Linked DNA regions of Mus musculus: all the other regions are linked to region 2. Evidence: chromatin contacts called from public promoter capture Hi-C data. All regions are on one chromosome and are shown on one strand. Each heading gives the region's core, a stretch centred on a gene start, on an enhancer-like site or on the middle of the called end of the contact. The rest is flanking DNA. Distances are from core to core; before and after follow the strand shown.

What was found. Promoter capture Hi-C pulls out the DNA fragments that hold promoters and counts their contacts.
Region 1: a contact with region 2 is called in a promoter capture Hi-C map of liver, with 2.7 times the contacts expected there. The contact joins the promoter of Cnbp here to the promoter of 4933423K11Rik in region 2.
Region 3: a contact with region 2 is called in a promoter capture Hi-C map of pre-B cells, with 3 times the contacts expected there. The contact joins the promoter of Wbp1 here to the promoter of 4933423K11Rik in region 2. A contact is called at or near these places in 2 of 39 promoter capture datasets (frontonasal cranial neural crest and pre-B cells) and 1 of 9 other capture datasets (liver).
Region 4: a contact with region 2 is called in a promoter capture Hi-C map of pre-B cells, with 5 times the contacts expected there. The contact joins the promoter of Pole4 here to the promoter of 4933423K11Rik in region 2. A contact is called at or near these places in 1 of 39 promoter capture datasets (pre-B cells) and 1 of 484 Hi-C or Micro-C datasets (CD4 T cells).

What each region holds. Positions count from the first base shown.
Region 1 is chr6:87,849,284-87,854,590 of GRCm38.p6, reverse strand. Cnbp (cellular nucleic acid binding protein) reads left to right here and starts at 3,485. Exons shown (of 5, transcript NM_001347325.1): 1 at 3,485-3,687. It overlaps Gm44064 (WAS/WASL-interacting protein family member 2), which reads right to left and starts at 5,089. Exons shown (of 2, transcript XM_030255689.1): 1 at 5,084-5,089; 2 at 2,278-4,231. The coding sequence starts at 5,089. The coding sequence ends at 3,353.
Region 2 is chr6:85,371,340-85,377,010 of GRCm38.p6, reverse strand. It overlaps 4933423K11Rik (a long non-coding RNA gene), which reads right to left and starts at 2,157. Exons shown (of 4, transcript XR_869208.2): 1 at 1,789-2,157. It overlaps Rab11fip5 (RAB11 family interacting protein 5 (class I)), which reads left to right and starts at 2,377. Exons shown (of 6, transcript NM_001003955.2): 1 at 2,377-2,913. The coding sequence starts at 2,483.
Region 3 is chr6:83,119,892-83,125,580 of GRCm38.p6, reverse strand. Wbp1 (WW domain binding protein 1) reads left to right here and starts at 4,120. Exons shown (of 5, transcript NM_016757.2): 1 at 4,120-4,378; 2 at 4,705-4,809; 3 at 5,294-5,396; 4 at 5,537-5,689. The coding sequence starts at 4,310. Ino80b (INO80 complex subunit B) reads left to right here and starts at 462. Exons shown (of 5, transcript NM_023547.2): 1 at 462-570; 2 at 804-996; 3 at 1,156-1,274; 4 at 1,418-1,587; 5 at 3,217-3,816. The coding sequence starts at 513. The coding sequence ends at 3,753.
Region 4 is chr6:82,649,929-82,655,184 of GRCm38.p6, reverse strand. It overlaps Pole4 (polymerase (DNA-directed), epsilon 4 (p12 subunit)), which reads left to right and starts at 2,320. Exons shown (of 4, transcript NM_025882.3): 1 at 2,320-2,561; 2 at 3,018-3,102; 3 at 3,707-3,748. The coding sequence starts at 2,346.

The DNA of each region.
Region 1 (5,307 bases), core at 2,236-4,735, 2.5 Mb before region 2:
CCAGGCGAGGCAAATAAACCAACAAACCAACAAGTAGACCAAACCAATCTAGAATCAGCATTCAATTGGTAGTAGCATATGACAGAATGATCCTGTTTACTTTATGCCTGACATTCTATGAAAGCTTTATATTCATAATTTTAATGCTTAGTCATCTACCTATCATTGATTCCTTTTTTAGTTTAGTTTTTCTTTGATATTTAAAAATTTTTTGTTTGTTTGTTTGTTTTTCAAGACAGGGTTTCTCTGTGTAGCCCTGGCTGTCCTGGAACTTACTTTGTAGACTAGGCTGGCCTCAAACTCAGAAATCCGCCTGCCTCTGCCTCCCGAGTGCTGGGATTAAAGGCGTGTGCCACCACGCCCGGCTCAACTGTAATTGTGTGTGTGTGTGTGTGTGTGTGTGTGTGTGTGCGCGTGCGCGCGTGTGACTTTGTGGGAACGTGTACATGTGAGTGTGCACTAGGGAAAGGGTATGGGATCCCCGTGCTGGAGTCACAAGTAATCTGGGGTCAGGACCTTTGTCCTCTGCAAAAGCCTGCTCTTAATCACCAAGCCATCTTCTTGCCTGGTGTTTTGTTTCTGAGACAGCATCTCACATTTTAGACCTACTCGGGACTCACTCTGTAGGTCTGCTGTCCTTGAGTTGCTTGAGTTCTTCCGATCTTGGTCTTGATCCCTAGGATTACAGGTGTGCTCTACCACACCCAGCCTGCTTTTTTCAGGATTTAGTCTAGTCCCTTTCTGCTTTGGAGGCGTACATGGGTGGAAACATCAGTCTGTTCTCCTCTTCCTTAGCCACATACTTTCCAAGTAAAGTCACAGCAGTGTCCCTGCTGGCACAGAAAACATAAAGGAAAAGACCTATGTATCATCCTAGTCTGACAGCAGAATCTAAGGCATGTGCTATGCAGCTGGGCACTGAATGGGAAATGGAGAGTTGGCAAGTGTAGCTGCTCTACTGTGACCTGTTTTAAGGACTGAATCCTGCTGAGTCATAGCGCTGGTCCTCTCTTCAACATTCAGTACTTTCTTATGGCCCCTGCTAACCGGCAAGTTCTTCAAGAGCAAGGTCTAGAGGATAACTGAATACCTTTGTAACCCAGGTGACACTACGCACAATGCCTAACATTGAACAGGCATGGAGGATGGGTAAAACACATCCCAAGGGCAGAGACTAGAGCAGGAGTCTATTTCTTCAGCATCATTGACAGCTTAACTTAAAAAAATATACTTTATTTATATATTTTTGTATGTATACGCTTGTGTATATTTGGAAATGTGCTATCCCATGTGTATAGAGGTCAGAGGACAAGTTGGGGGCGGAGGAGCATCCATTCTTTCCTTCTCACATCTGGGTTCAGAGATCAAGCCCAGGCTGTGAAACCAGGCAGTGACAATGTTACTTGGTGAACCGTCTTGGTTGACCCACAGCTCAGCTTTTGGTAAAGCTGTTTTGTTTTGTTTTGTTTTTCTGCCTTATTTTTAAACATTTTGTGTGAAATGGGTGGACATATTCAGTAACTACAAGTTAACTTCCATTATAGATCTCCTTGCCAACTATCACAGTGCCTCATGGCCAGTCTGGTTCCATGAATAGTGATAATTAGAGAATGTTGGGCGCCAAGTGAAGAGTCATCAGTTGTCACACCACCACGCCCAGTTTCAAAGCAATTTTTAATATAAGAAACATTCCATCCCTGGGCCTAAAAGAAAGATCAAACAGTTTATGTGTGATTGTGCTTAAAATGGTAAATTAGGAACAAGTCAAAAAATTATTAATTTAGACTGGTATGATGTCATGCACCTTTAATTCTAGTAGAAAGAGGTAAAGGCAGGCAGATATCTTTGAGTTCGAGGCCAGGCAAGACTACATAGTGAGATCCTGTCTTAAAAGCAAAAAGCAGTTTAGGGTTCTCGTGTTTTGAAGCAGTAGGGGCTTCATATATAGCTTTGCCTTATACATACTCACTGCTAGAATTTATGAAGATGCTGCTTGTCTGCAGTTGCTTTATCTGCAACGCTCTGTGAGTTCAAGATCAGCATGGTCTATGAGTAGTGAGTTGCAGGATGGCCAGGGCCATGTAGAGACCCTGCCTCAAACAACGAGAACAACAACAAAGATTTATGTGTATGTGGCTGGGTATATTTATGTGCACCTCCTAAGTTAGAGGACATTAGATCCTCTGGACCTGGAGTTATATGTAGTTGTTAGTAGGATATAGGTGTTGGGAACTGAATTCTGGTTCTCTTCAATAGCAGCATGTGTTGTTGCTGGTGTTTTTTTTTTTTTTTTGTTTTTTGTTTTTGTTTTTTTTTGCTTATTTTGAGACTGGGTCTGACTATGGTTGAACATTTTGTTCTTCTGTTGAAATGGAATCTAGAGTCTTGTGCGAGACAAATGCTCTTCTAAACCATATCTACAGCCCAAAGGTCTTACTATGTAGCTATGGCTGACCTGGGACTTGTTATGTAGATTAGATGAACTTGGACTGACAAGAGATCCTACTGCCTCTACTTCTCAAGTGCAAGCGACTAAAGGTATGCACCACCACGCCTGGCTGCTCTCAACTTCTAAGTCATTTCTGCAGGCCCATGTGTAAGTTTAAAGAGTAAGTCGCTAGCGGAAACTAAAATCTAGACAAATTTTAGTACTTTTTAGAACTCAAGAGACTTGAGATTTCCAGATTCTTCATGTTTGTATTAAAAAAATCATTAAAACGGGACAGAGTTCTAGAATGCTTTAGTTTATATAGAAATTGTCTTCAGGGTGTGTGGTAACGCTAGGGAATCAAACCCAGGACTTACAGGAAAAATTTATCTTCTGCTTTGAGGACCTATGACTACACACACAATCTATTTTGGAGACACCATGAAATGCAAACGACGGTCACTCCTGAATGGGGCAGCCCAGGCAATAACTTTCTTGGCCTCCTCTCATCCACAAATCCTAGGGATGTCATTCATTATGGGTCACAAGAAGTGTTGTGACACAAATCACCTGTCACCATCTTCAACCTCATTAGGCATTTTCATTTGGGGCTATTGCAAGCCAGGGGCACTAGCAGCGCGCTGTCGGTTTATACCCAGGAAACACAAAACCCAAACGCATCTCATGGACCGTAACGGTAGCCACAGCCGCTTCTATGATCAGGCCACTAAGACCTTCCCCCAAACCTAAGTGTGTGTGTATTGGAACCTGGTCTGCTTCTGAGCCCCACCAGGCTTAGGGGAGGCCGGGCAGGGGGAGATTGGCTCCCGCAAGCTGCGACCACTGCCCGGATCAGCCCCGTAGGCTGGAGAGAACCAGCAAAGGTTCGAGGGACGAACTGCTAGTAGGAAAGCAGCGAACCACTCATCGTAGACACGGAACCCAGGTACGGGCGGGAAGGCCGCGAGCGCTGCGGGCCGGAAGAGGCTGGGCGTGGAGCAGTCCGCCCCGCCCCTGCCGCCCTCGCGCGAGGCCGCGCTCCCAGCGGGCGATTCTGATTGGCTGGCCTGGCTTCCTGCGCTGATTGGATCCGTGGGCGAGGCGGAGGAGAGCCGTGCGCAGCGGCGTGTGTGGGGCCGTGTGCAGACCCGCGTGTGGCGCAGGCAAGGACCCTGAAAATAAACAGCCGCTGCTTTGCGAGTCGCCTTCTTGGTTCTTCGTCCGAGTCTCCTCCGCTGTGGGCAGCTCAGACGCCGAAGGTGAGAGGCGAGGGTGTAGCCTGCGCAACGGAGGTGGCGGGGTTGGTGCGGCCGAGACGGACGGAGGGCCGGAACTGCGAGGCGCGATGGCGGCCGCACCTCGGCCTGCGCCCTGCTGCGTCAGGCGCGGGGCTCGGCCCGAGCGGCGTCTCGGCTCCAGTTTCTGGCCCGCCGTACTGTGGCGGGCGTCCTGTCCGTCCTGCGGCGCTGGCACTAGGGCTGGAGCGTGGGGCCCTCTCTTGGCCCCGAGGGCCACGCAGGCCTCATCCGTGTGGCGACGAGGCCCGGCGCCCTTGGGGCCGAGGCGAGGAGAGTCGCGCGCGGGCCTAGCGCCGAGGGCCAGTGTGGCGGGAACTCCTGGAACGGGGCGGTGTGGCGGGGGCGAGAGCCTGGTCGAGGTGGAGGTCCCCAGGCCGAGCGCCCGGTGGAGGCCTGGCGGGCCATGTGCCAGCGGCTGCGGGGCCTCAGGACCTGGCCTGTGACGAAGCCCGCGCACGCCGCTGTAAGGCTTGGGAGTCTGGATTCGGTTCTCTGTACTGGCGACCTTTATTCAAACTCCTGATTTCTTGTAGTTCGTATTCTTAAGCAGCTTATTCGACATCGTTAGTCAAAAGAAACCACCTTTCCCTGGATCGATGAGAGTCAAGTCTTAGGTCCCTCACCCCCCCCCCCCCTTTTTTTTTTTAATGGAGCGGGAACCGGGTGGATAGGACCCGTAGGTTGTCAGGCCTTTAAGGCCATCAGGGTGGCAGAAGTCCTTGCCAATATTTCTCGGATTAAATGGATATAAATTACAAGAAAGCCTCGGAAGTAGAGTTGGCAAAGATCAATCTAGATTTTTCATTACCGTGAAAACCTGTTTTAGGACGGTTTAATCGTTCTCACTTGGGTTTAGGTGTTGATTTTATAGGTGAAGCCTTTTGCCTGTTGCCACATGTCAAGCACATGGCCTCGGCCACCAGGCACTTTCAGAGGAAGTGACTACATCTGGGGTGGGGGTGGGGGTCTTGGAAAAGGAGACATTGCACAGCAATCGGCTGGTTAGGTTTTTGCAATATTCTTGAAGACACAAAATAGACAAGAAACCACGACACTCAATCTGACTGCATTAAAGTAAAAGGGAATTAAGTTATATCCCCAATTTACCCCCAGATGTAGTTTTATGTGATAAAAATTACCATTTCCTGTTGCTTGACCCAATTCTGGAGAGACTTATGACAATGGATTAATTTTAAATTTGCAAATTTGTTAGCCATTTGCTCCTAGTATATATTGAATTTAAGATTTTGAAAGTTTTAAAAAAAGATACATAAACTGTGATCCTTATCACTTTATTCTTTAAGTCTGAAAAACTGAAAGTTACTTTGGTTAAAATTCAAGCTTATCAAATTGTAACCCGCATAGTCCTAGGTGCTTTTTTTTTTCTTTTAAAGCTTAAGTTTGCTGCTTGTCTACAAGGAACTCTTTGTATGCTGGACTATAAAAGGAATAATTTATTGGAATCCCAAGGGCTGAATTAAGGGCTTAATTTTTCCCTCAAATTACAACTCGTAACAAGTTTTTAAAACTCTTAACAGTACGATATCTGGCTATTTACCTCCTACTTCACATTAGGAAATT
Region 2 (5,671 bases), core at 908-3,407:
ATACAACTGGAGTTGCTGGCAGGAAACAAAAATAAGAATTGAAGATAGGCGTGGTGGTGCTGATCTGGAGTCCCAGAACTCTGAAGGGAAAGTTAGGAGGGCTCGGGAGTTCAAAGCCAATTTATGGTGATTTCAAGGCCAGCCTGTGCTACAAAGACCCTATCTCAAAATTAAGTTACTAAAGGGCCTGGAATAGTGGAGAATACCTTTAATAGCAGCACTTGGGAGGCAGAGGGAGGACGATGCTTCTTGTGAGTTTGAGGCCAGCCAGTGTTACACGGTTAGACCCCGTCTCAAATAGAAAATTTAAAGTAAGTATAATCAGATAGGAAAGCTCAGTAGGTAGAGCAGGTAGCTGCCACAGAGCCTAATGACCTCAGGTGATCCAGTGAGAACTGAGGCCCAAGGATTGTTCTCTGACACCTTCTGCCCCCCGCAGAGACAGACAGACAGAAAGACAGACAGAATAAAGTAAAAGATATACCCCAGGATCTAGGAAGGGAGGACTTTTGAATTCTCTTTCTTCTCCCCTTCCGATGTTTTTAAAGTTTTATTATTATATTTGGTGTGAGAGAGTGTGCTACGGTGTACTTGTGGAGGTCTGAGAACAACTTGCTGGAATTAGCTCTCTCCTATCACGTGAGTCCTGAGGAGGATCGAACTCAAGTTGTCAGGTTTAGTGGCAATGAAGACACCTTGTTGCCTACTGTTTTGTTTTTGTCCTGAGTATATATGCATACATTATTAAAAAATATTCTAAGCCAGGCAGTGGTGATGCATGGCTTTAATCCCAACCCTTGGGAGGCAGAGGCAGGTGGATCTCTGTGAGTTCAAGGCCAGCCTGATTTACAAAGAGAGTTCCACAACATCCAAGGTTACACAGAGAGGCTCTGTCTTGAAAATTGAAAAAAAAAATCTAATTTAAGGGTAGGCTCTGAAAGTTAACAGAAAAAAGTAAAGGCTCACCATGTAGCCCAGGCTGGCCTTGAATTTGCCTTCAGAGTCCTGGGATTATAGGCTGTGCTACAACAGCTTCTTTGTTATGCATCTTAGGTAAATTTATCTAACCTATAATTCTGCCTTCTGGGAAACCAAATTCACATATAGGGTGGCTCTGAAGAATGAGTGAGGTCATGCACAGAAAGCTCATGAGTCAGTTGTTGGCCGACTCTTGCTGAAATTCAGCATCCATAATTATTAACCATTATCTTAATAATGAAACAAGTGTGCTGGCAGTTCTCAGAACACAACACACAGTAGGCAAGTATGAATGGATTTAGAGGTGGAAGATTAGTCCTGTGGTAGAATGCTTGTCTACTACCAACAAGGCCCTGTTTGCCTTGTTTGTATATAAGGCTAATGTTTTAGCTAGCCTGGAACTCACTATGTAGACCAGGCTGGTCTCAAACTCAAAAAGATCTTTCCTCCTCTGCCTCCCAAGTGGAAGTGCTGGGATTAAAGGTGAGCACTACTACACCTGGCCACACAAAAGTTTTAAAACCAGTGGGCACGCCTTTAATCCCAGCACTCAGTGGAGGCAGGAATTTAACAATTCGAGCCGTAATCTACATAGCAGGTTCCAGGAGAGCCAGAAGAGACTCCGTTTCCAAAAAAAAAAAAAAAAAAAAAAAAGGGAGTGGGGGAAAAATCAAAGCAGAAAAAGATTGTTTTAAGTCCCACTCCAGTGATTTCCCAGCGGCGGCTCTAGGTCATCACATATATGTAGAGAGTTGAAAATGGGAGCGCATGTGCGATTTAGGGGGTCTCTAGAGTAGGCATCTTATCTACCCTCAAATCCACGCCGAGCAGAATGGATCTTCGAAGCAGCGAGGGCTTTCAGGAGTACAGGAGCTTGCAGAAAACCCTGACACTGTCCAGGTAGAGCGCGGTGGATAGTTATGCAGAGAGGTTCGGCTCTCTAGCTTGGAGTCGCTGCCTAAACGGGGCGGGGCCATGGTGGTAACCACGCCCACCTCTCTGCAGAGGCTGCAAGCGGCCTTCGTCCCTAGCCCCCTCCATTTCTTCCTTTGCAGTTCCGCACTGTGCACAAGCGAATCCGGTCGTGATTAAGGCATGGCCAGATCTCAATCCTCTCCCCCAACACACGCAGAGGCCGCGCCCTTCTGCACCGGTCACCTTTTAGAAGAGCAGCGGGAGCTTGAGGTTCCCCCAGAGGGGCTGGGCCAGTGAGAAAGCCCCGCCCACATCTTTGCAGAGGCCGCGCCCCTCTCTGGGTTTCTTTAGCTCTTAGGCAGCTATATGCTGGTGGAACTGGGGGCGGGGCCTGGCCTGGGCCTAGGCGGGGCGTGACGTCGCGGGGCGGCCGGCCGCCCGGGAGGCGGGGCGGCGGGGAGGCGGCGGCCCGCTTGGCCCAGGCCAGCCCGCAGCTGCGGCGGTCGGTGCGCTGCAGGCGGCGCGGGGGAGCCGGCTCCTGACAGCATCCCGCGGCTGCCACGTCTGTCACTCTGTCCCAGGGTCCGCCATGGCTCTGGTGCGGGACCCTGAGCCGGCGGCCGGATCCTCCCGCTGGCTGCCCACGCATGTCCAGGTGACCGTGCTGCGGGCCAGCGGGTTGAGGGGCAAGAGCTCGGGCGCCGGCAGCACCAGCGACGCGTACACGGTGATCCAGGTGGGCCGAGAGAAGTACAGCACCTCGGTAGTGGAGAAGACGCAAGGCTGCCCGGAATGGTGCGAAGAGTGTTCGTTCGAGCTACCGCCTGGAGCCCTGGACGGCCTGCTGCGGGCACAGGAGGCAGATGCGGGCCCTGCGCCCTGGGCCTCCGGCCCCAACGCCGCCTGCGAGCTCGTGCTCACCACCATGCATCGCTCACTCATCGGCGTGGACAAGTTTCTGGGCCGGGCAACCGTAGCTCTGGACGAGGTCTTCCGCGCAGGCCGCGCCCAGCACACGCAGTGAGTCTGGGGCGCTGGGAGCAGGGACAAAAACGGTTGAAGGCCTAACCGGGCGGGGCTGGTTGGGACGTCTGGACCCGGTCCTCCCACTCAAGGACACAAACCCGTATACTGTTTGTTACTTCTCATTCAGCCTTCTGCCCTCCCCAATTCCCCCTGACTGTCTCCCCAGCAGCCTGGTGGGCCTGGAAGGCCTGATGGAGTTGGTGTAGTGACCAAGCGTTGGCAGTACATGGCCAAGGAAAGTTCGGAATGGGATTCTGAGGCTGTGGGAATTCAAGAAGGGAAATTTAAAGACTTCAGGGTCTGCCTTCTTTTCCTCAAAGAGGTGACTAGCCTGTAGGTAGTGGAGAGGAAGTCTCACCTTGTAGAAGCAGGAAGGTGAGGTGTTATCTTCCAAGGCAAGATTGAAGGGAGACACCCCAGCCTTCCCAGGGGTTACACAGGACACTTGGCCTTTGAACGTTCAGGGATACACCTCACCGTATAGACGTACTCTGTGACTCTGTCTTAGGGTACCAGGACTGAGAGCATTGGCCCACCTCGGAGTAAAGAAGGGTACATTTGAATCAGCTTGGGTCAGTGGGACAGTGGTTATAATGCCCTCAGTTCTCCGGATTATTTTCTCTAGAAAGGATAGGAAAAGTTCTTATTGTTTTGTTTTGTTTCGAGACAGGGTCTTTCTACGTAGCGCTGTCTGTCCTGGAACATGCTATGTAGACCTGGCTGCCTTTGAACTCAGAGATTCTACTGTCTCTGCCTCCCCAATGCTGGGTTCAAAGGCCAGAGACACCAAAGCCTGGGAAGGGTAGGAGGTTAAACATTTATTTTGTCAGAGTGTGTCCTTTGTAGGGTTAAGATCAAAACCTAAGATTTGTCTTTGCTGTGGTGGCACACACCTTTAACGCCATCATTTGAGAGACAGAGCTGTGTGTATTTCTGTATTCCAGGCCAGCCAGGCTACACAGAGAAACCCTGCCTTGAAGACCAAACCAAATAAACAAAATAAAAGACCTAAGACTTGGATCACCTTTTCCTGTTTGGGCCAGGGACCATGTAGAAGTCAGTCCCCAGGGCTGACCACCTGCTGTGGCTTGCTTGGGCCAGTTAATTTCTAAGCCTCCTGGGTGGGGTCCCAGAGAATGGGTGCAGAGTGGTGTCCCTCCGTAGGAGAACTGCTAGGCAAGGTTTGCTGGTTTTGAGTAAGTCAAAGAAGGCTTGCTGGAGAGGGATGAGCCTTCAGCCTGGTGCAGACGAAGAGGAAAGCAGGCTTTGAATAGAAAGGATCTGACCTTGAGCAATTTTTTCTTTTTTCCAAAACATGACTAGGGAAGGGCTTTCCTGGCTGGCCCACTGTGGCTGGGGTGGGATAGACCTGGGCACATTCCAGGCAGGGCTGTGACCTGACTTCATCCTCCCTCCCCTGGCTTCTCTCCTTCCCTCATGACTTGCTGTTTAGTTGCTGGGTGTGGAGTCATGAGGTATAACTTGGTCCTTGTTTTCTTCTTTTTCCTCCCTCTTTTGTGTCCTCACCCTCCTTCCTGGTCCAGGCCGATCAGGGGGCTGGGTGTGGGGTGGAATGCTCTCTTCTGCTCCCTTAGCTCTTTCCTTTCCCCATTGCCATAGCCCCATTACCCTTCAGCTACTCTGGTACATTATACATGGGGTAAGCATTAGGGCCGGGTGGACTGAAAGGGTCAGGTGGGGGAGACCAGCTTGCAGGGAGAAGCTTCTTGGACTTCTGTTGTTATTGTTGCTCAGTGCCCTTGCTTCCCTCTTGGCCTTGGCCTTGAATCTTTCTTAGTGGAGCTGGCCCAGCCTGCAAGTCCAGGTGGGCCTGTTTTTAGCCAAGAACAGTGCTCCCGGGAGAGTCTGACGTGCTATCCCTTGATCTGAACGGGAGCCTTAATTTACTTTGAGAAGTCATCTTTTCCACCAGCTTCAACTTCACACCCACCTGGCTGCCTTTCTGCTGATTCCCTGCCTGCCTGGGATTATTTATAGAGTTGGAGAGGGCAGGAAGTGGGGCACTTAGGGTGGGCAGAGGGAAAGTCCAGACAGTTGGCCCGCTCTGGGCTCTAGTCACTGGGCCTCATGGCATGCCCACTGACAGAGAACGGAGGCGGCCATTTCTGTTCCACAGCCTTCAGACTCTAATGGCCCCTCCTAGAGGTGTTTCCTGATCACCCTGGCCTGAGCCACTGAGGCAGAGAAGATGGAGGGTGATATCCTCAGTTTTGGAATCTGGTGGGAAAGTACTGTATTCACATTTACTCTCGGAGGCAGGGGCAGCGGGAGCAGTGGAGCCCCTGTCACCCAGAGGATCTGACTTAGGAAGCTCAAGCTGCGGAGTTGCGTGGCATGGGTCCCTTTCCCTCTCGGGTGCTGCTTTATGGCAAGGCAGGTAAACTCTTGAGTGTCTCCGTTTACTAGTCTTTAAAATGGGGATAACTTATACCTTCCCAGGGTTGATGTAGGAGATGAAATGAGAATACAGAGGGAGATCTAGCGCTTTTCCCAGGCTCTGAGTGAGTGTGTAGGGGGATGCTGGGGGGGGGGAGCGGGTAGTGAAGAGCTGTGATGGTTGAAGGTCATGGTAGCAGCATCTGGTAACCCACCTCTGGAAGAGGTCCTCTCCCTCTGAAGAACCTGCTGAAGAACTTTAAGTCTGGAGAAGCCTCATGTCCGTGGTTGGTGACAGGAGGAGTCTCAGGTCCCCAGCTACCTTCTGCAGCCCTTGGGAGGCCCAAGAACTTGA
Region 3 (5,689 bases), core at 2,871-5,370, 2.3 Mb after region 2:
GAAAAAGAGAGGAGGAGGGGAGGGGAAGAGAGAGCGATGAGAGGGAAGGGGGAAGACACAAACAGACAGACATACATACAGACAGGCAGATAGACAAAGAGAAGAGACAAGAGACAGCAACACAGAGAAAGGGAGACAGAACAGGTCAGGAATCTAATACAGGGAACCCAAGTTAGGGGAAAACCTTACCTTTTTTGGTGGCTTTTCCAGCCTCCTAGAGGCTTTGAACTTTCGTTTTGAGAACAAGATGGCATTAAGCCTGGCCTCGAACTCGTAATCCTTTTTAAGTCTGGTGCGCCAGTAAGGTGCCTAGCAATGCCGGAACTTTTGTTTGGAAGGGACCCTGTTTCTTATCGGAATATTTTTGGCTGTAAGGCGTACCACGCACAAACATGGTTGCCAGGCGCCGGAAGTAGCCGGTTATTTTGCTGGATTCCGTTCTTCCGCGGGGCGGAAAAGGCATGTCGGCTTGTGTCCCGACAGTTTCCAGTCCTCTCCCTTTGCAGGACCCCATGAGCAAGCTGTGGCGGCGCGGGAGCACATCTGGGGCTATGGAGGCCCCCGAGCCAGGTAAGCGCGGGTGGATCTAACTCGAGTGATCTTGAAAAAGGAGTCGCTGTAACTCCGTGGAGCCGGTGGAGCCGGGTCTGCCCGCCACAGGTGGGAAGGAGCGAGGCGGGGCTGTTGTTATGGTAACAGCTAATAACGTGGGAAGAGTGGGACTCAGTTGAATTGTTAGGTTAGTCAGATCTTCCCCCTGCCACTTTTTGGCCGATCCCCTCAGACAGGCTCTCCTTCCGCAGGGGAAACGCTGGAGCTGAGCCTGGCAGGTGCCCACGGCCACGGAGTACACAAGAAAAAACACAAGAAACATAAAAAGAAACACAAGAAAAAGCATCATCAGGAAGAGGAGGCCGGACCGACGCTGCAGACTCCTGCCAAGCCCCAACTTAAACTTAAAATCAAGCTGGGTGGACAGGTCCTGGGCACCAAGAGGTGAGATCAAGTATTTAACTCGGGAAAATTCAGTAGCAGGTGGGCTGGGTCCAAGTTAAGGCAGCAAGAATCCCAGCAGGTCGGAAAAGCTGTTTGTAGCTCCAAAGTAGGAGAGAGCCAGCCGCTTGTTCACTTTAGAGTAGTGTTTCTACTCTGCAGTGTCCCCACTTTCACTGTGATTCCTGAGGGGCCTCGCTCACCGTCTCCCCTGATGGTGGTGGATAATGAAGAGGAACCTATGGAAGGCGTACCTCTGGAGCAGTACCGCGCCTGGCTGGGTGAGAAGACCGTAGAGGTGGCAAAGCTGGGTTGCTCATTTCTAACCAGCAAAAGGAAGAGGGTGGGGTCTGAGAATTTTCAGTGTACTAGGACCAACTTCGATAAATTAATGTTTGCACTTTCCTTCAACTTTCCCACCCAGATGAAGACAGTAATCTGTCCCCCTCCCCACTTCGGGACCTGCCAGGGGATCTGGAGGGCCAGGAGGAAGAGGAGGAACAGAGATGGTTAGACGCCCTGGAGAAGGGAGAGCTGGATGACAACGGAGACCTCAAGAAGGAGATCAATGAGCGGCTGCTTACAGCGAGACAGGTAAGTTAGTTCCATCTGTATTCACTCGACAAACATATGGAGAGCTTGTTGTTTCTTAGGCAGTGAGAGGAACAGGAAAGGAAGGTGGGTGGATATTCAAGTGCATGCTGACAGAAGGTAAATGACTTTCCTTTTTGAATTGGGATCTTAGTATTTAAGCCCTGACTGGGATATGCTTGCCTTTGCCCCTAAGTGCTGGAGTTAAAGGTGTGTACTGCCACACACACACACACACACACACACACACAGAGCTCCTAAGTAACTTTTTAAAACTCCAGAAAATAGGGCTGGTGAGATGGCCCAATGGTTAAGAACACTGACTGTTCTTCCAGAGGTCCTGAGTTCAACACCCAGCAACCACATGGTGGCTCACAACCATCTGTAATGGGATCTGATGCTCTCTTCTGGTGTGTCTGAAGAGGGCTACAGTGTGATCATATAAATAAACCTTAAAAAAAAAAAAAAATCCTACAGAAAATAGGAATGCTGAAGTAGAAATTGCCAAGACAGAAACATTAGGGTAGTTGTGGGGACTAGCTCATTGTTTTCTTTTGTTTTTTAAAGATAAATCGTATTTACTTTATGTGGATGAGTGTGTGCCCGTTGCCCATGGAGGCCATTGGTCATCAGAACTCCTGGAACTAGATTTACAGACAGTTGAGAGCTGCCATGTAGGTGCAGGGAACTGAATGAGAGTCCTCCCCAAGGGCCGGTGCTCCTCGCCGCTGAGTAGTCTTTCCAGTCTAGAATGCCTTTGAAGAGATGACATTTCCAGTACCAGGGGAGCTTCTCAGACAGAGAGGCCAGCTGACATAGAGCCCAGGGGCACAGAGACCCAGAAGGAGAGTGTGGCCAGGTCACCCAGGGGGATATATACTGACAAGTGACATAGCTGGCTTAATTACTTTGGCAATTATGTGCTGTGAAGCTTAGTAGGGGTAAGGAATTTCCTTAGGAAGCTGCTGAAGTGTAGGCTGTCGTGGCGCAGACCTGTGCCCCAGAGCTTGAGAGACAGGAGGATGGTTACAAATTCCGAGGCATCTAAAAATACATATAGATAGCCTGACACAATCAATCAATAAACTGGGAGAGGGGTATGGGGTGTGGAAACTGGGAGAGCTGGTGATGGCCCGAGTCCAGAAGAAAGTAGTAAAAGGAATAGAGAAACCTGCACTGAAGCCTGGATGTATGACGGAAGTAGCTACTTAGTGGGAGAAAAAAGGAATCCAGGGTAATTCTTTTTGGTTTGAGCCAAATCCAAGTTGATGTTTTTTCCTGAGATACTATTTAAAATAACAGCAACAACAAAAACCTACACAAGGGGCAGGCAGGGTACCATACTTTTGTTTCCTCCTTTGGACCTGAGTGAGAGGCAGGAACCCTGGGAAGAGAAGTGTGGTATTAAGGGTCCCTAAAGATGGGGACAGTGGCACAAGCATTTGATCCCAGCACCTAGGGAACAGAGGCAAGAGTGTGAGCTCCAGGCTGGCCTGGTCTACATAGTGACTTACAGGGCAGCCAAAGTTATATAGTGAGACCGCCTCGAAACAAAAACAAACGAAAATAGGGGTGGGTGACCCCAAAAACCTCGCCATTTGGTTCTCAGACATCCTCTGTCTCTTTCCCCAGCGAGCCCTCCTCCAGAAGGCGCGGAGCCAGCCGTCCCCGACTCTGCCTCTGCCAGTGGGTGGGGGCTGCCCTGCCCCTGCCCTCACCGAAGAGATGCTGCTGAAGCGTGAGGAGCGTGCACGGAAGCGGCGGCTGCAGGCGGCGAGGAGGGCCGAGGAGCACAAAAATCAGACAATTGAGCGCCTCACCAAGACGGCCGCTCCTAGCGGGCGTGGAGGGCGCGGGGCGGCGCGGGGCGAGCGGCGCGGAGGACGGGCTGCTGCCCCGGCCCCTGCACCCATGGTGCGCTACTGCAGCGGGGCACAGGGCTCCACCTTGTCTTTTCCTCCCGGCGTTCCCACACCCACGGCGGTGGCACAGCGGCCTGCCCCATCGGGCCCCGCTCCACGATGCTCTGTCCCCGGCTGCCCCCACCCGCGTCGTTATGCCTGCTCCCGCACCGGCCAGGCCCTTTGCAGCCTACAGTGCTACCGCATCAACCTGCAGCTACGGCTGGGAGGGCCCGAGGGCCCGGGGTCCCCACTCCTGGCCACCTAAGACCTCTCCCACGCCACATTCCTGCTGTCTCCCCCACCCTATTAAATTTCGTACAGTGCCTCAGCTTGTATCGAATTGCTGGAGTGGGAAGCCGGCGGAGTCTGAACCTGAGTGTGTAAAGTCATTCAGCCAATCGGCGAAAATTTTTGTGCTGAACGGCCGTTCATTGGCCGATAAGTCAAAGCTTGTTCTGTTGTCCGTACTGGCTATTGTTGCTGTCAGTCAGGCATTTGGTCGAGCCTTTCCCCTGTCTTTGTCTGTGTGAGTTCTTGTTGTCTGGGAGAGCGGCACAGGCGCCGCTGCGGATTGGGCAAAAGGAGAAACCTGTGACCGGTTCCTATTGGCTGATCTGTTAGTTAGCGATTCTGATTGGCTGGACTGAGCAACTGTGTCCTCTGGAGGTGCTCTCCCCGGCCGGGAGCTCCGGCCGCGGAGTGATGGTGGCACCGGTGGCGATGGGCCGGGCAGGGACCATGGAAGTGGCGGCAGAGGTGGCAGGGGCGGGGCAGCTGGCGGTGGAGGAGGCTGTGGTCTTCAGGGGTCTGTAGGTGGAGGCATGGCTCGGGCCAGCAGCAGGAACAGCAGCGAAGAGGCCTGGGGGTCACTTCAGGCGCCGCAACAGCAGGTATCCCAGCAGCTCTAAAAGCTTATCTCACTACAGCCATTTATTTCTCTTTCCCCTTTCCTGTCACTTCCTGTCCGGGGTGGGGGAGGAGCTCATGGAGCCAAAGGTACTCTGAAGTTCCTGAACATGACCATTCTACTCTTTGTCTAGACTTATTACGTAGATGCAGTTGACTTTACCTGCACCCTCTTAGACCCCATCTCATGGTTGCAATGCAAGCCTGCAGTGGCTCTCCAGTTACCAGAGGCGTAGTGAAACCCCCAGGGAGGTTCCCTCTGTCTTGCAGCAGTTATTTGTGATGTTTTTCTCTGTGCCTATTGTCACAGCAGAGTCCGGCAGCATCTTCTCTTGAGGGAGCAATTTGGAGACGAGCTGGAACCCAGACTCGCGCCCTGGATACCATCCTTTATCATCCACAGCAATCCCATCTGGTTGGGAGCACTGCTCTGGGTCTCACACTGTGCCTCCTCTACCCCAGGGAGCTTGAGACCCAGGGGTGGAAAAAAAAAACCATCTTGGGGGTGTGGGAGGCAGACCTTTGGGGTGGGAGATGTTGAAAGCTTTTTAGCTTTGGAAATGGCCTTAAATTCCTACCCATTGTCACACTATGTTTTGTTTCTTTTAAAACATTAGCCTACAAAAAACCACCCTTGGGGCCAGGCTTCTGTGAGAAAAGTATTGGGTTTAAAGAACTGATATCACTTTCTCTGTATTTACACTTTACTTTCTCACTAGTTTCTGGCATTTTAAATCTTCCATACTGATAGCCCTACATATAGACCCTCCTTTTAGCATCCCATGCCATCCTTCCAAGCTAGGTCGGCTCGTGGGTGGGACTGTATGTGCGTGCAGGAGGTGGGGGTGGACAGGGCCTTGGGTAGAAGCCCCTGGTTCTTAGTGCCTCCTTGCCTCCAGCTTCGAGAGCTGTGCCCAGGAGTGAATACCCAGCCCTACCTCTGTGAGACTGGTCATTGCTGTGGGGAGACTGGCTGCTGCACCTACTACTATGAACTCTGGTGTGAGTCTTCAAAGGGATCCATCTCAGGTTCCATGCCCATCCTCCCTTGGATTTCTGAACTCAGCTACCAAAGACCCTTCTCTGCTTAGGGCTGGAGTCTGGGGTGGTGGTCTGAGTTGTGCCCTCTTTGCCTCCTGCAGGGTTCTGGCTGCTTTGGACTGTCCTCATCCTCTTTAGCTGCTGTTGTGCCTTCCGCCACCGAAGGGCTAAACTCAGGCTGCAACAGCAACAGCGGCAGCGTGAAATCAACTTGTTGGCTTACCATGGGGCATGCCACGGGGCTGGCCCTGTTC
Region 4 (5,256 bases), core at 1,071-3,570, 2.7 Mb after region 2:
TCCATTGACTCTGTAAATACTTACTGAATACCCAAGTGTTGGGTACTTTATCATAGTCTCAAGACAACGAACAAAACCAGACAGAACACCTCCTTTCAGGAATTTTCAATCTGGGGAAAGTAGGACTAGAGAAGTAAAATGCACAGGGAGAGGCTCCGTGCTACTGTGGGACCAGCACTCTAAAGGACAGGTGTTCAGTAGTATGACTGATTTAACTTCATCTGTGGAGCTTTAGGTGGGAAGAGAAGTTTCCATAATGAAGAGAACCTGGGATCTGAAGTAGATAAAAGCTTTGGGGGAAGAACAAAAGAACTAGAGACCCAGTCTATATGGTCCAGGTGCAGAGAGGACCTGGAGGTGTTACAAAATTGAGAGGGTGGAAGGAGCCCAGTACAGTGATCCTTACAGGTTACATTGGATTTAAATCATTTCAAAGTTGGGGTGAAAAGATTGGAAATCTATGTAATCAATTTCTACGAACAATCAACCAATAAGAATAAAGTTTCTTGGTTTTTTTTTTTCTTTTTTTCTTAAGTACACAGTAGAGAGCACTCAAGACAAAGGTCCTAAGGAAAACTCTGGTACAATGTAACTCATCGCTCCTCCCCTGGAGCTTTTAATTCTGGCCAAAACTCATTTTGTTCCAGTGGGGCCTCTGTGTATAGACCCAGTTAAAGTTTATTGCTTAAATTTGGAAGTAAATGATTTCAGGTTATTATGCAATGAGCCCTTGGCTTCCCCTTATTCCACAGGTACACTGTGGAACAGTCTGTGGCTCACTCATAGCTGTAAATAAAATTACTTACCTGCATCAATAGTACAGGCATTATGACTAAACATTAATATTTATATAAAGCAATTAACTAGGTACACAGTGTTCTTATTATGCCTTATATTAAAAATTTAGTGTGTGTTGGATGCATTTGTTGGTATAAAGGCCCAAGGTCCACAAGCTCACTGATTTGGTTCGGCTAGCTTAGCTGGCCAAAGAACTTAAGCAATCCTGTTCTCTTAGTGCAGAAGTTACAGGAGTTCTATCACACTAGCCTTTTACTGTGTTCTGGTGATTCGAACTCAGGTCCTTGATGAGCAGCATACACTTTACTGAGTTGTCTCTCTTGCCTATTGCGAATATTTGCCACACTTCCATGCCAGATCTCTGGTTCGGTATGAGAACTCATAGGTAAGAAGAGGCAGGGAGAGGCTTCTTGGAGATCCTTTGCAGAGGCCGGCGAGGTCAAAGCGATTTTCTGTTTTAAAGATAGGGCCTTACTATGTCGTCCTCGCTGGCTTGGGAACTCCCTCTGTACACCAGGCTGGTTTCAAAGAGCATGATGTGCTTTTGCTACTTGAGTGCTTATATTAAAGGCGTGCACCACCACACCTGGTAAAAGTTATCTTAATCTTAGTCATTCTCATTCTCTCAAGAAGGTGCAGTGGAATTTTCCATAACTATGCAAAAAAACAGATAGTAAAATGTTGAGAAGCAGCTAGACGATCAAATTGTTTTCTAAAGGAGACATTAATTTTTTTCTCATCAATTTTTGTTTTTGTTTTGTTTTGTTGGTTTTGGTTTTTTCGAGACAGGGTTTCTCTGTGTAGCCCTGGCTGTCCTCGAACTCACTTTGTGGACCAGGCTGGCCTCGAACTCAGAAATCCGCCTGCCTCTGCCTCCCAAGTGCTGGGATTAAAGGCGTGTGCCATCACCGCCCCGCCAATTTTTGTTTTTGAAAAGTTACTTGTCATGATAATGTTTTGCCAACACTACATACTAGTATTTTAAAACATAAACCCTATGCAATTAATGTTCCTAGAGAACACAGTTTTTAGTTTTGTTGTTTTGAGTAAGGAGATCAGTGTTCTGAGCTAACCCTTGTTTGACCAACCACAGACAAAACTTGCTCTCCGTGTCTGCACGCCTTTTTTGCAGTGGTTTCCTCCCACTAAACCGCACTTCCAATTCTGCCCGTCAAACGTCCCATTCCACCTAAAACATGATCCCCGGCGCTGGCCCGGGTCTGTCGCTGCGCGGGGCAGCGTTGTGGGGACACCCACGGGTTCCCCTCCTGTTGGCCTAGAGGTTAAACTCAGCACCTACTGAGGCTCTAGAGAAGCATCCGGACTTCCGGCTCAGCTAGGCCACGCCCGGCCGCTTCCAGGCTGTGGCCGCCCGGAAGAGTACATCAGACCCCGGAGTCAGAGGGGGCGGTTCTGGCGCGCCACGCCTAGTGAGGGTGGGGCCACGCCCACACGGAGAGGCGTGGTCTCTACCCGGCGCGGGAAAGGGGCCGAAATCGCGTGCGCGCGCTCAGTCAGCGACCGCGCGCCACACGTTTCGGGAGGGGATGGCGGCAGCGGCGGCTGCTGGGAGCGGGACGCCCAGAGAGGAAGAGGCTCCCGGAGGGGAGGCAGCGGCTTCGCAGGCCCAAGCCCCGACGAGTGCACCCGGGGGAGTTCGCCTCTCGAGGCTGCCTCTGGCGAGAGTAAAGGCCTTGGTGAAGGCAGACCCTGACGTAACGCTGGCGGGACAGGAAGCCATCTTTATCCTGGCGCGTGCCGCGGTGCGACGGGGAAGCAAGGGCGCCTGGGTCGGGGAAAGGGGCGTGGCATCTAGGGGGCGTGGCGCTAGGGGGCGTGGCGGGCCCTGGTACGCCGACCTGACTTGACTGAGACCTAGGAAGGCCTCTGTGGGCCCCGTTTGAGTTGGTTAGCCACTCTCCTCTTCACGAGGACCCACGCAAATTTAGTTTGCATGGCTCCCACGGCTCACACAGAACTTGAAGGGGATCCTAATGAATGAGTAGGGTGGATTTGGAGATATTAGAGCAGGGGGATTGGAGCTATGGAGAGGGATAGCAGAAGTATTTTCATAAGTTCAGTACAATGGTAGCTTCTAGAACTTTCCTGTGTGGTAGAGTTCCCCCTTTACCCTTCTTGTCCACGTCTACACAGGATTGCTCATCTCAGTGGGCTAGAGTCCACTAATCTCTGCTTGCTTTTTTTTTTTTTTGTTGCAGGAACTGTTCGTGGAGACTATCGCAAAAGATGCCTACTGCTGTGCTCAACAAGGAAAGAGGAAAACTCTCCAGAGGAGAGATTTGGGTAGAGTCGCTGTGGTACCCCAGGGTGGACAGGGGAGCTATGGGCTGGGCTTTCTTATAGCTGTTTCACAAGGCATCATTGAAGCAAGGGGAAATTTGGCTTTTGGTTTATTTGTCTACCTGGTAACCCTTCCACATGTGTAAGCCTTTAGAGACTGTACCTCTCATTCCCTTCTATGCTGCCAAACTCTTTTTCTAGTATCTTTTTTTTTTGTTTTTGTTTTTCGAGACAGGGTTTCTCTGCAGCCCTGGCTGTCCTGGAACTCACTCTGTAGACCAGGCTGGCCTCGAACTCAGAAATTCACCTGCCTCAGTCTCCCAAGTGCTGGGATTAAAGGCGTGCACCACCACGCCCGGCCTTGTTCTAGTGTCTTTAGAGTAGAGAGAAAAGTGAATTTTGGAATAAGACAGGATTGTAGGATGCCTTGAACAGCATTTTCGCTGGCTTTTGAGGTGAGACAGTTAAAAGAATAGTGAGTGTAAAGATGGATCTTAGGACCTCTGGGTTACAGTTTGTAAGTGATGTCATTTGCATAAAATTCCATGTTGGGTCTGATGTCTGAATGGCAAGAGCCAATCAAGTATCCCTTTACCTTGTGTTTCAGATAATGCAATAGAAGCTGTGGATGAATTCGCTTTTCTAGAAGGTGAGTTCACTGCCTGCACAGACTATTTCTCTGTTGATGATGTGAGCTTCAAACCTTATAAAACCTTATAAAACAGATGTGTGGTTTTCCTTTGTATACATGGCAGCAATTCTCCCTGTTTTGATAGAAAAAAAAGGAACATTTTCCATTCTTGGGGAATTAGAAATTCTACAGGGAAATTGCAAGCTTAAAAGAAGAAGGAGGGAGTATATAAATTACCAGTAGAATTGGATTTAGATTTTGAATCCTGTTTATATCTCCAAACTAAATATTAATATTGCTCCTTTATAATGTTAAGAATTAGAAACAATTTGTAACTTTTTTTAAGATTCCTTTTTATTTACGTGTATGTGTGTTTCTATATGCCAAATGTATGTAGGTACCCCCATAAGAGCCAGAAGAGTAGTGTGAGCTGCTAAACATGGGTGCTGTGAACAGGGCTTCTGGAAGAGCAGCAAGCACTTTTTTGTTTTGTTTTTGCTCTATTTGAGACTTGGGTTTCTCTGTGTAGCCCTGGCTCTCCTGGAATTCACTCTGTAGACCAAGCTGGCCTTGAATTCGCAGAGATCCTAGAACTACTTGCCTCTACCTCCAGAGTGCTGGGATTAAAGGTGTGCTTCACAACTGCCTGCTGATGAGCATGAGGTCTTTTTTGTTGTTATTTTTTCGAGACAGGATTTCTCTGTATAGCCCTGGCTGTCCTGGAACTTACTCTGTAGACCAGGCTGGCCTCGAACTCAGAAATCCTCCTGCCTCTGCCTCCCGAGTGCTGGGATTAAAGGCGTGCGCCACTACCGCCCAGCTAGCAAGAGGTCTTAATCACTGAGTCATCTCTCCACCCTCAGTTCCTAACTTAAGACAGGGTCTTATATAGCTCAGACTAGCCTTGAACTCTCACTGTGTAGCTGAGAGTGACCTTGAATTCCTTTTCTGTCTTCACCTCCAAAATGCTAGTAATAATAATGATAAGTCAATACATACATAAATAGGCATATGCCACCTTGTCTGACGCTGAAATATTTTCTTCTTTTTTCACTCTGTTCTGCTTCTCTGTGTTAACCTTTGCCCATGGCACTCTTTAGATGTTCTCTTTGATATCTTCTAAGATCTCTCTCCAATGTCTGCTTCAAGTCTAGATTTTTGAGTATTCTCTTTGAGTTGTAGATTTTGTTTTTCCACCTATTTGTCTTAAAAATAACTTGAATTAGTTGCCCAACTTGTTTTATAGTCCAGTGTATGGTCATCCTTGGTGGTGGTCTTTATATTCTTGAAGAGAAAGTACTCTATTCTGTTCTGCTTGCTTGTTTTATCAGTTGCTGAGTAAGAATTGTCCATTAAATTCTCCTACCACAACTGTAGATTATTTTCACTTGAATTTTTGATTCTGTTTATTTTGTAAGACCATGTGATTAGGTATGTAAAAGTTTACTACTATGTTGTTTTTGACAGCCCATAGTATTTAATTTATAGTATTTAATTGATTATTGTCATTTCTAGTGATTGGTTAT